Regions from separate parts of the Triticum aestivum genome. Here region 1 is linked to region 2. The links are chromatin contacts, called in public Hi-C maps. All regions are on one chromosome and are shown on one strand. Each heading gives the region's core, a stretch centred on a gene start, on an enhancer-like site or on the middle of the called end of the contact. The rest is flanking DNA. Distances are from core to core; before and after follow the strand shown. Region 1 has its middle 4.5 kb from the start of LOC123105199. Region 2 has its middle 16 kb from the start of LOC123105196.

What was found. A called contact is a pair of places that touch in the nucleus more often than the background predicts.
Region 1: a Hi-C map of leaf shows a contact between it and region 2, with 4 times the contacts expected there. The contact joins two enhancer-like sites. A contact is called at or near these places in 3 of 5 Hi-C or Micro-C datasets (leaf and an unstated tissue) and 1 of 1 datasets of contacts at active chromatin or transcription factors (leaf).

What each region holds. Positions count from the first base shown.
Region 1 is chr5A:601,038,939-601,044,814 of IWGSC CS RefSeq v2.1, reverse strand. No RefSeq gene overlaps it. Among protein-coding and RNA genes, the nearest start is that of LOC123105199, 4.5 kb to the right of the region's middle. Within about 2 kb of position 3,229, at least 1 of the 8 cell types and tissues checked has an H3K27ac peak or open chromatin away from gene starts, as enhancers often do. A contact at or near this core is called in leaf, where this site is marked.
Region 2 is chr5A:600,720,484-600,726,115 of IWGSC CS RefSeq v2.1, reverse strand. It overlaps the pseudogene LOC123105198. Among protein-coding and RNA genes, the nearest start is that of LOC123105196, 16 kb to the right of the region's middle. Within about 2 kb of position 2,030, at least 8 of the 8 cell types and tissues checked have an H3K27ac peak or open chromatin away from gene starts, as enhancers often do. A contact at or near this core is called in leaf, where this site is marked.

The DNA.
Region 1 (5,876 bases), core at 1,980-4,479, 320 kb before region 2:
GCGTACGTAAATGAAAATAACTTCATGAGCTAAGATAATGTCTTTCAAAATGCATGGACACTAGTGGTCTATTTTGGTAGTCTCAGGGCTAAACCATATTATATCTAGCTAGCAGTTACTACTAGCTAAAAATTGATGCACAGCAATACACTCCTTACGTTCCAACCTGTACCAGGTGATTATTCATAAATCGCTTTGCTCACACAATGTTGAACTTTCAGGGAAAAAAAGGTTTTTTTTTGGCATGCCTGCAACAGCGTCAACTATATGCTCTGCCAACAGAATACAAAGAAAAAAAACAACTAATGACCTCAATATACAAAAGTACAGAGTACAAAAAAATGGGAAAATGATAATTATTTTGATGCAAAGGAAAGAAATGTGTACAGACTTTGTGCGGCATGTAGTCCTTGACAAAGTTGGCCCAGATTTTCTGCAGGAAAATCCAGAAGGTTAGGTGAATGACAAGGCAAGATCAGCTGGCAAGCAAGTATGCGGCGGCCTCGTACCCGGCAGGCGTCCTAGTTGAGGAGTGCGCCGGATTGGTAGGTGGCCCATACCCGACAGGCATCCTGATTGGGACCTCGGGTCTTAGATGTTTAGTTTTGGCTGCGAGGTCTGTTTAGTATTAGGCCCAGACTATCAGCATCCCTTCATCAACTGGATAGGAGTAGCGACAGATGTTGCCAGACGGGGGCTTTAGTCTTACTGTTATATGACTTTGTAAGGTCTTGTGTGAATAGTTAATAAAGTGACTGCATGCATCGTCCAGATGCAGAGGTCGGGGATCTTCCTCCTTTTCTAAAAAAAGCCGGCAAGCAAGTAAATGAGCAGAAGGAAGAACATACTACCTCCTCGGCTTTTTGCTAGTAGAGTTGGACACCATCATACACGAATACGGCGAAGCCAGAGGGTGTCTCAAACAGCAGTAAGATGGCCCCACTGTGACCCAACTTGTCAACTGCACGCAAGTGAAGCAAGCAAACTCAGGCAGTGAGGGAAGGTTACCAGGGAAAAACTAATAACCGCCCGTTCATTCAGATATATAATCGGGCGTGGAGTCGATCAGTTAGGTCAGAGGCTCACTGATACGGGCGATCTTCGACTTGGGAGGAGGAGAGGGATGCCCTTACGCTTCCTGCCTTTCTGCCCCATTGACGTCGATCGTGGTGGACGTCGGGATCCACAGATTGCCAGAGATTTGCGGCGGCCGGGGTCGATTATTTCTAGAGGGTGGCTGTGTCGTGCACTTCACTCGAGCTTCATGTAAATCTGGGAATAGTAATTTTTTTCGAATCTTAGTTTTTGGTCTCTTTGGTTTTTGATTTGGTCTATGTATATGAAGGTCTGGTCTCTATATTGGATTGAGAGATGGAAAGCCAGTTTGGTTCGGTTTGGGTTTGGGTTGTGCCCAAGAACTGACCAGGTAGGTTTGAGTTGGGATAGGATTTCTCGGTCCAAAACGAGTGCAAAGTACTTATATGGTATGAGGCCGAAAATCGATAGATTAGTCTGAGCCGCCGCTGCCCAGACGTGCTAGGGTTAGGGGCCATCGTGCCGCGGTAGTGGCCTTCCCCTTCCTCTTCCAACCAGGCTCACACCCCTTTCCATTAACTTTGCAATTAACGGAAATATATCAGTCTGTTTGAGTACTGTCAAAAATATCATCCACTAGGCAAGCCAAAGCTAAATGAGACAGACTAGAAGCAAAAAGGAGACTGAAAGGGGGGGAGCGAGTTGACGCATCGCCAGAAAAACCACTGTTAACGACCCTAAAACGGATCACCCACCATGGGGCGAAAATATGACAACACTAAACCACTGCCCAACAACATCCCGGGGGAAGACTATAGGAAACTGGAACAACCAGAGAAGACCATAAGAACAACGGACTCCAGCGGGCATCAAACCCCAGTGGCCTTCCCCTTCCTCTTAACCACTAGAGATTATCATTGGTTCCTTCTGGCTTCTGCTGTAGCTGTTCTTCCCCCAATCCCTTTTCAGTTTTCTCTTTCACCCTCCCGCCCGCGGGAGTGGCCATCTTTGGCGCCGACGACGAAGACCAACATCCCGAGCCTCTCTGTGCATGAACGTGGCAGTATGTCCACATGTGCAACATGAACAACTGAACAGGGCCCCCAGCATCGGAGGGCCCCCAATTTTTTTGTTAATCAAGGTATTAATTGAAGCATTAATGCTAGAGTAAATAACTGTTGGAAGTACTTTACGCCAAGTAACCCTATGTATCTATCTCCAATCACAATCCATCAATCTAGTATGTGACGTCGTTAGGTCTTTTGAACTTGTGCTTCCAGCTGGTGTAATTTCTTATGAAAAATTACAGTGTTGACAAAAAAAATGATTGTAGAGCCTAATTTTGATTTGCACAGGGTCTCTCATTTCCCTGGTATGGCCCTGTTTATAACGACTGCCAGAGTGCGCAATATGCAACCCTGTAGCAACCAGCAGCTACGCAGGCACCTACGCATGACTTTGTCTACGGTTTGAATCTGTGTGTTCGATCCAACGGCGACGGGCACGTGGGGGGGGGGGGGGGGGGGGGGGGGGGGGTTGGGGGGTACGGCGAGCGAGAGTTGTGGGAGACACCGCCAAGTTGCAAACGCCGGTCGCCGGTGCTGGAGCCGATGTTGTGGGGGACGCCGGGGACGACATGGGTCGTGTTGCAACAAGGTTTACAACATGGGTTGTGTTGTCATGAGAGATGGACGGAGAAGAGAGGCGAACGGCTGATGACCCGATCAATCTTTACCAAAGATGAGCCAGCAAAACACGTAGTACGAGCCTCAACAGCGTCCGATTATGGATCATGCATAAATCGGCCACCAGTCGCCGTGCACAAAATAGTTTCGTTTTCCCAAAACCTCGTGCTGATTACACACGCGTGTATGGCATCGTCTGAGTGCGTGTTTTCTCGGTAGTGGACAAACAGGGAGAAAATACTGCTCAGCTCTACCGAAAATATCATCAAACCCGATGAGAAGCATGAACTGAGATTGTAGAGACGTCCCGCCACGCAAATCATCCGAGGCGGGTTCATCCGGTAATCGCTAGCTAGCTGGCGCCACGTCAGCGTCGGAATTGCCTGGCCTGCATGGATGCGTGTCCCCATCCGGCCAGTCCAACAACTCAAACTCCATTCGGCCGGTGGAGCTGGCTGCTTGGCAGACTTGCCGTCGCGCAGGAAGGAGCCGTCCGTCCACGTCGAACCGCGGCAGCCAGTGAGATCTTGACAAGTCAGCGTCGACGGCAACCTCCGTCCCGGAGCCAGCCACCTGGTGGCAGTTCCGTAGCCGACTTCTACGTGTGGCCCGGCGGCGCTGTGCGTCCACGCGGGCCGGGGGGCACGTCGACGGCCGGCTTCACGCGGTGGCTCCCCACAAATCCATCGGATCTTCCTCGCCACCAAACTGGCTGTGTTTTGCACTGCCCACGCGCACATGACGTGCGTCCACGCACGATGCAGTATACGTACGGGGGTGAGGTATCTTGGTGAGACGTACTTTGAACCGAGTGTCATGTACTTCCTCTATAGCATATTCAACTTGTTCCATTCCATGAATAAATGCAAACCATATAAGCATCACTTCTTGATTCTACTCCAGATCAGACCATTCGATAGAAAATAAGAAGTTAGAGCAACTCCAACGGGAAGACCCAGACGGACGCGGATTTTATCCGCTTTTTGTCCGTTTGGGTCGGCCAAACGGACATCCGTGTCCGCTTTTATATTTGGGTCAGCTGACCCATTTTGGACATGTACGTCCCGACATTTCAACAAACACCTGATGGGCGCCGCGCTCGCCGTGCTCGTCGCCATGCCCGTCGCCCCGCCCGCATCCTGCCTTGCCCGTATCCGCCGCCCGCGCGCCCCGCGCTGACCTGCTACCACGCCGCGCCTGCGCCTGCGTCCTGCTGCGCGCCCGCGTCCTACCTCATCCGCGTCCAACCACCTGCACGCCCGCTTCCGTGTCCTGCCGCGCCTGTCGCCGTGCCCGCGAGCTCGCCGTACCCGCGGTTTGGATGTGCGCGCGGGGGGGGGGGGGGGGGGGGGTCCCGGAGCTGCACCATGGCCACCACGCGGCGCGAGTGCGGCGGTGCATGGCGAGCGGGGCTACCGGGGTGCGTGCGGGGCGGGGGGCGCGTGCGGCGGCGGCGCATGGGCGAGCAGCGGCGCGGGGCGCGTGCGGCGGCGGGGGCGCGTGCGACGGCGGCGCAGGACGAGCGCGGTGGCGGGGGGCGCGTGCGGCGGCGGCGCAGGGCGAGCGCGGTGGCGCGCGGCGCGTGCAGCGGCGGTGCAGGGCGAGCACATGCGGCGGCGGGGCAGGGCAAGGCCTGGGCAGAGTAGCTCCAGCAGGGGACGGGGGACGGGCGCCAGCGAGGAGTAGCTGCGGACGCCTGCGAGGAGTAGTTCCGGGCGCCGGCGAGGAGCACAGTGTGGGACGAGATTGGTGCGTGGGTGGTGGGCCAGTACAGAAAAAAGGAGGACAGAGAAGTGAGCCTGTGACAGGTAGGCCATACCTCGCATGCAGCGGACGGAGCGGACGAGGAGCACGCACAAAGCGTCCACTTTGTGTCCGCCGCGGATCCAAATGCAACCCAAATTTGAGACCGAAATGGGTCCGCGCGGACACAAAGCGGACGCAAAATGGAAATGGGTCCGCACGTTGGGCAGTCGTTTTTGTCCGCACGAACCCTAACGGACATGAGCGGACGAAACATTGGAGTTGCTCTTACTATATATACTTAGATTGTCAAAAAGAATATATGTCTTACTCTAAACGATGTTTTGTCATGACACTAAATTTGGTTTTTGTTTAAGTGATTAAGTTTTTGGTTTATTAGTGTCTGCTTGCATACTCTTGTATTTTCTAAGCCAATATGGCACAACTTTGGCACCGAGCGAAAGCTCTGCGCTTTGACGCTGACGACGACGACGCTTGCGGACGCCACTTTCTTTTTGAAGACGTCGTCGTGGTGGTCCTCTTCGTGCCAGGGTTTCGGATGAAGACCCTTGTCCCTTCTGGACTCGGCAGCGGCGACGCTTTGGGCCGTTTTCCCTCCTGGGGGCGTAGTCATGAAGCTTAGGTGTTTAGACCGTGTACTTGGTTCGGTGATTGCTTTATATATAAAGGGGGTGAAAGCTTGTTCCGAGAAATATGTCACATCTTTGGCTGATGGGCGTCAGCTCACAATGAAAGTACACTAGGTGCCTCCGCCATGGTTTCGTTGACAAGCTCCATAATTTTTTCCCGAATGTGCAAAGATTGAGTATCACTACATTGATAGGAAAGTAAGGGTGTGTTTGTTTCAGGTCATGGGGTGGAATGTAACGGGTCCATTACGTTCCTAGGCCTGATTCCTGTGTTCGGTAGCAGCGAAGAATTGGAACCTATCCATTCCCTCAAACGGAATATTCGCGTGAGATGCGGAACACACTCGTACCTCCGATTTGGAGGAACCACGCGGAACGCCTCGCATCTCCTGCCTCCCCCACGACTCCCTCGTCTCCGAACCCAATCCCAGCGCCACCACTCCCTGTCGTTCTGCGCCCTTTCTTATCCCCTTCTCCGGCGCCGCGTCTCCTCGTCTCTCACTCTCCGGCAACGCCTCTCTCTATCGCCTACCAGAGCTCCGCCGGCCTCCGGCCTCCTTGCCCAAGCTCCGCGCCGGATCGCTGCGGTTCTCCGCTAGCTGAAGCTGGAATACAACGAGCGGCTGCACCTCGCAAGCCCCTCGGTGGCGAATTTCTGGCGCTGGCCGGCGACTGGGCAAGTAGCTGCAAGCGGCGACGACAATGATTGATTTCATTCGTAGCTATCACAACAAGATTTGGGAACCGTTTAGGGGTGGATGCC
Region 2 (5,632 bases), core at 781-3,280:
AAGCCTAATCATAGATTAAAGTAAAATGCTGGAATAGAAAGAATAGTAGCGGAACTAACCTTTAAAGTCAGAAATGAAGGGATCCAAGAGGTGACAAAAGGTGAAATCTCAATTAATTCTTCGTTGGATCCAATTAACGTCACTGTTCCATTAATAGAATCCAGTAGATATAAATGCTCAACACCATTAATCCCCATGATAATATGCTCAACCCCATCGGAGACACCGTACATTGTCAAAAACTCCCCCCAGCCACTCCTTGACGTGTCCCACTCAATACAATTAAGGCTTTCCACAATATCAATGTGACAGGCAAATATAGAAGGAACATGAATCCTAAAGACAGGAGTCCAGGTATCTGACAAATACGACCATATTCGAATGTCGAAACCATCAACATGGACATACAGGAAATCAGAATAATTCGATCGGCATATCTGTTGAAAACGCCATTCATATGACCCATTTGGAAGAGGGATGACAGATGCAGAACAATCCTCCATTCTGACTTTCACTAAGAATCCATCAATAGAGAGCATATATATAAAGCGGTTAACACACAGCGCAGTCTTACAGAAGGGCCCTTCCCCAAGAGAAATACCAACATCAACGGTGTTTCTATACTCTATCCAAGTACTAGACTCGAGAACACATAACTGAATATGCAGAAGATTAGCCATGGCAATGATAACCACGCGGACTACGCTATCACCATTGAAGAGGTAAAAATCACCACAATGATGGCCATGAATATTCCGGAAAGGTGGGGCTAGTGGAAATGTGCGGAAACTCTTCATAAATGGATTGGAGATGGCGATCGAGTCTTCCAGTTTTAGAAGAACAGAGCCACCACGAATGTCTTGCGCATTTCTAAGACCACCCGAAAATGAAGTCAATAGGTACTTGCCAACATATGCAAACTCAGGGGGCAGTGGCAGCGGTATGAATTCTATATCATCCCCACCATCAAACTCACCAAAAAACCCGACGAACTGGCTAATTTGTTTTTTGCGGAAAGGGTTGAGGAAACCAGGATCTGAGATGATTTTATACCAATCCTTACACACGAGCGAAGCATGCAGAAGGGTTGTTGGATCCTGGATATGGAGCAAGATATCAAACAACAAATACTTGATGCTGAAGGCCTGGTGGGGTTCCTGCGAGGCCTGCCCTGATCGCAGCCGTTTTGGTGACGTCTCTGTCTCAGATATGTCTAGTAGGAACAAGAAATTACAGATGTTACTTCCAGTTTGTGGTTATCACAGCCATACAACAATCAGACAATGCGTACACCAATTCAATTAATACCAAACTACCAACAATCAGACAATGCATACAGCAATCGTGACATCTCTGTCTCAGTCAAACCAACAATCAGACAATGCATACATCTCTGTCTCAGGTATGCTAGAAACAATAAATTGCAAATGCCACTTCCGATTCGTGGTTATCACACCCATACAATAATCAGACAAGGCATACACCAATTCAACTACAGACTACCAGTGAGAAAATTACCAGCGGTGGAGAGGCGCCGCAGGGGAAGCATGCCGCGGCGGTCAGCGGAGGCGGAAACACGGAGGCCTCGCCCCGGGACGGATGGCTCCGGGGCGGCGGAATAACGGGGCCGGGGCGGCGGAATAACGGGGCCGGGGCGCAGCGGAGGAGGCCGTCGTCGTCGGCTGCTCTGCTCGTCGCCGCCGCGGGGGAAGGCCGGGGCCCGCAGGAGGCTGCCGCCGGGATGATGGGGAGGTGAGGGGGAGTGGGTGTGGAAGGGTCGGGAGGTTTCTGGAGACGGTGGGGAAGGGGTTTGCTCCGGGCGTACGAAATTACGCAGGCTTGCTAATTTCGACCAGTTTTTCTTTACATTTTTTTTTTGAGAGCAAGTTTTTTTTTACATTCGGGAGGATCCATGGAACCGAAATATCATCTCACCAGCTCAAAAACAAAAACATCTCACCACGGCGTCCGCCTGGCAGGCCTGGCCCAGATAGTATTTCCGTAGCGGTTCCTCAGGCCCATAGAATTCAGAGAAAAAGAAGAGGGCCCAAGATGTAACGGGACACTGTAAGGCAAAGCCCACCGCGCTGCTGCCTGGATAGGGAGGCTTGAATTGATCGCTAGTCGTGCGTACGAATTTCGTGTTTTTCAGGACACTAGTAACCTGTATGTACTTCCCCTAAAAAAATTAAACATGTACATTAATTGCATGTAAATATTAGGTAGGATATTATTTCCGGATTAATTGTGTGATTGGCGCTAACGTTCATATTTTGTAGATATTAATTGCAGCACTCACCATCAGAGCAGTCCAAATCGTTGGATTGACCTGATTTGATGGTCGAGATTATTTTGATCTGCCCCTTTGAATCTTATTATATTGATATAGAATATAGATACTTCCTCTGTAAACTAATATAAGAGTGTTTAGATCACTATTTTAGTGATCTAAACGCTCTTATATTAGTTTATGGAGGGAGTAGATTTTTTAGTCTAAACACACTTTATTATTACTCAATAATGTTCATGGGGATACATCGAAAATCTGGTGAGTTTAACAGCCACACATGGCGCCCAAAATTCAAACTGAAAGCATGCTTAGCAAGGCTATGTGCCTCAAGATTAGTAGCTCTACCCTCGAGAGATGAAGGTGCAGTCGTTGATGGTTACTATAGTCTCTACAATCTCCTTAACAATGCTTGCATACGTACCTCCAATATGCTTGTTGATGTCCATGACTACACTTTGGCAATTGGAGGCGATAACTACATGTGATAATGCTAGATCCGAAGCTAGAGCAAGCGCTTCACGACATGCTACAGCTTCTAGCGTTGGTGGGTCTATTATACCATGTACTCTGGTAACTGATGAACCCAAATAAAGCCCCGATGAGTCCCTACATACCGCACTAAATGAGCCTTCGTTTTGGTTTCTTGCCACTGCACCATCCACCCTTATCTTTACAGATCCGAGCGGTAGTGGAATCCATCATGAAGAGGCTTGTCATTGGTTTTACCACTGTTACTGCTGGAGAGTTCTTAGGCTTGCACTCTTCCAGATCCTGAATGTACCTTGGAATGAAATTATGCGTGGATAGTGGACTTTGGAAGATATTTTCATGCAACGCTTGTCTCCTTGAGTACCAGAGTGCCCGAAGAGTCACTGCAACCTGAATAAAATAAGTCATGGAGAGCATATCTATCAAAGCAAACAGCCATCTTTTGGCATCAGGTTCCCTTGTGTTGTTTAAGGCTTCGACAAGATCAGCCTCCTAGAACGCCTAGGTGCATCGTGCAACAGTACAATGGAGCAATGAATGTTGTCACGAATCCTCAGAACCACACAACCCACACCTAGTGCTAGTGGACATGTTACGATCGTGATGTACATCGGCTTTGGGGATTGACTGCTGCGCAAGCCTCCATAAGAAGATCTTAACTTTTGATGGCACCTCGACCTTCCAAAGTTTATCCCAAAGCTTGGACTCTCTTTCATTGTTTGAATTAGCTGGCCGACCTTCAAGCCATGCTTCTCTCCGTATTTTTGTCTCAACGAGCATGCGATAGGCAGACCTTACAGAGAAGACACCGTTCTTTTCATGCACCCACGATCAAAAGTCATCAGTATGCCTCGTACATAGAGGTATTGACATGATGGCCTCCGCATTAGTTGGTATAAAAACCTAAGCAATTGTGTCTCTATCCCATTCTGCACCCGGCCAGATCAACTCACCAACCAATTGGGGCGGGTTAGCTATTCTGCACACTATTGGTCTCATGTTTGATGGTCTAGGAATCCAATTGTGGTCCCGGATATTCATCGATTGACCATCCCCAATGCGACGAATCAGCCTTGTTTTAGCACATCTCGCCCCTCGAGTAGCGACCACCGTATCTGAGATGGGGCCGAACCAAGATCAGCTTGCAAGAAATCTGCATTTTGGTGGTATTTTGCCTTCAGTACCTGCGAACTTAGAGCCTCTAGATCCATCAAAATTATGTAAGCTTGTCTAGCTAGCAGGGCTAGATTGAAGAACTCAATGTCACGAAATCCTAGACCTCCACAATTTTCGGTCTAGTCATCGCATTCCAAGATACCCAGCTTGGCTTTCTTTGTCCTTCTTTACTCCCCCACCAAAACTTTCTAATCAAAGAATTTAAATGCGCCGCGGGCTGCGGCAGACAACCAATCCTTTTCGCACAGGGCGCCTGACTGGGTCGGCCCAATGGCGATGCGAGTGGGCGCGCGTGAGCGGGAGATCAAGCACCTGACCCAGCGAACCGGTCCCAACGCACATAACTGTAGTGAATCAGATCCAGCAAAAACTATGGGGAAAACGAAGCCCGGTGCACTGTAGCAACCCGTCAATGTAGCCTACTATACTGTATTGTACCATGTTATTGATGTAGGGAGGAAAAAAATAAAGAACAATTAACGAGCAAATATAAAAAAATTGCATGTTTTTTTGGAATTCTAATTTTTTTTTAGAAATTGGAAACATTTTTTTGTACCTCAAACATTTTTCAAAATTTTCCAACCAAATTTTGAAAACAAGAACATTTTCTGAACTTCTGAACAAAATTTAAACATAGGAACATATTTTGAAATTCTAAACAAAATTTGAAAACATTAAAAAATCAAAAATCCAATAAATTTCCCGAGGAAATGATAAATGAATGAATAAAGTAGGAATAATTTTTAAAAATTAGACCAATATTTGGAAAAAAGTTCCTATTTACTAATGAGAACAAAATTTGAAATTTTTTAACATCATTTTAGAAACATAAAACGTAATTTCAATCCTGATCAACTCGTGCAAAAGGAGAAAGGTTTTTCAAAAACAACAACAAAATAAAAAAAATGTGATCATTTTTTGAAATTATGAAAAAAAATCAAAACACAAACATTCTCTGAAATTTCCCAAAGAATTTGAATTTGCAAACTAATTTGAAAACATGCACATTTTTAAAAAATTGAAAATTTTATAAAAATAGGGACATTTTTGGAAATTTTTTAATTTACTTTGAATTATGATAAAAGTTAAAAATGTAAACAATGAATTTTTGATATTCTAAACTTTTCTGAATTGTCAAACATTGTTTCTAAAATAGGCAGATAATGTTTGAAATTCTAAACTTTTTTGGATTTCAGAATAAAATTTGAAAACAGGAACATTTTTTAAAAAAAATGAACAAAATTGGAAAAATATGAACTTTTTTTAAATAAAAAATAAAAAATGGAAATGAAAGAAAATAAAAAAGAAAGTGAAATAGAGAAAAGAAAAATGAGGAAAAGGAAAGAGAAAAGAAACAAAATAGGAGAAGCAAAAAATAAGAAAGAAACATAATAAGAAAATATGTTACTTTCTAGAACATTTCCAAAACCGAAAAAGCACGGCTAGAACCTCTAGAAGGTTCCCTAAGCTGGAATCGCTGAAAAGCTTAAGAGTGAAAAGATGTATTCAAAAATAAGAAGTTGCAAATATTGGGCCACCAAAAATATTAAGAGTATCTGTTGCAACTGGGTCAACATATTGTTTGGTAGTTCTAATATTATACCCACATAAAACATAAGCAATGTCGGTATACACGCGATGGAGTATCTACTACTCCTAAAAAACAGAGTTGGCGAT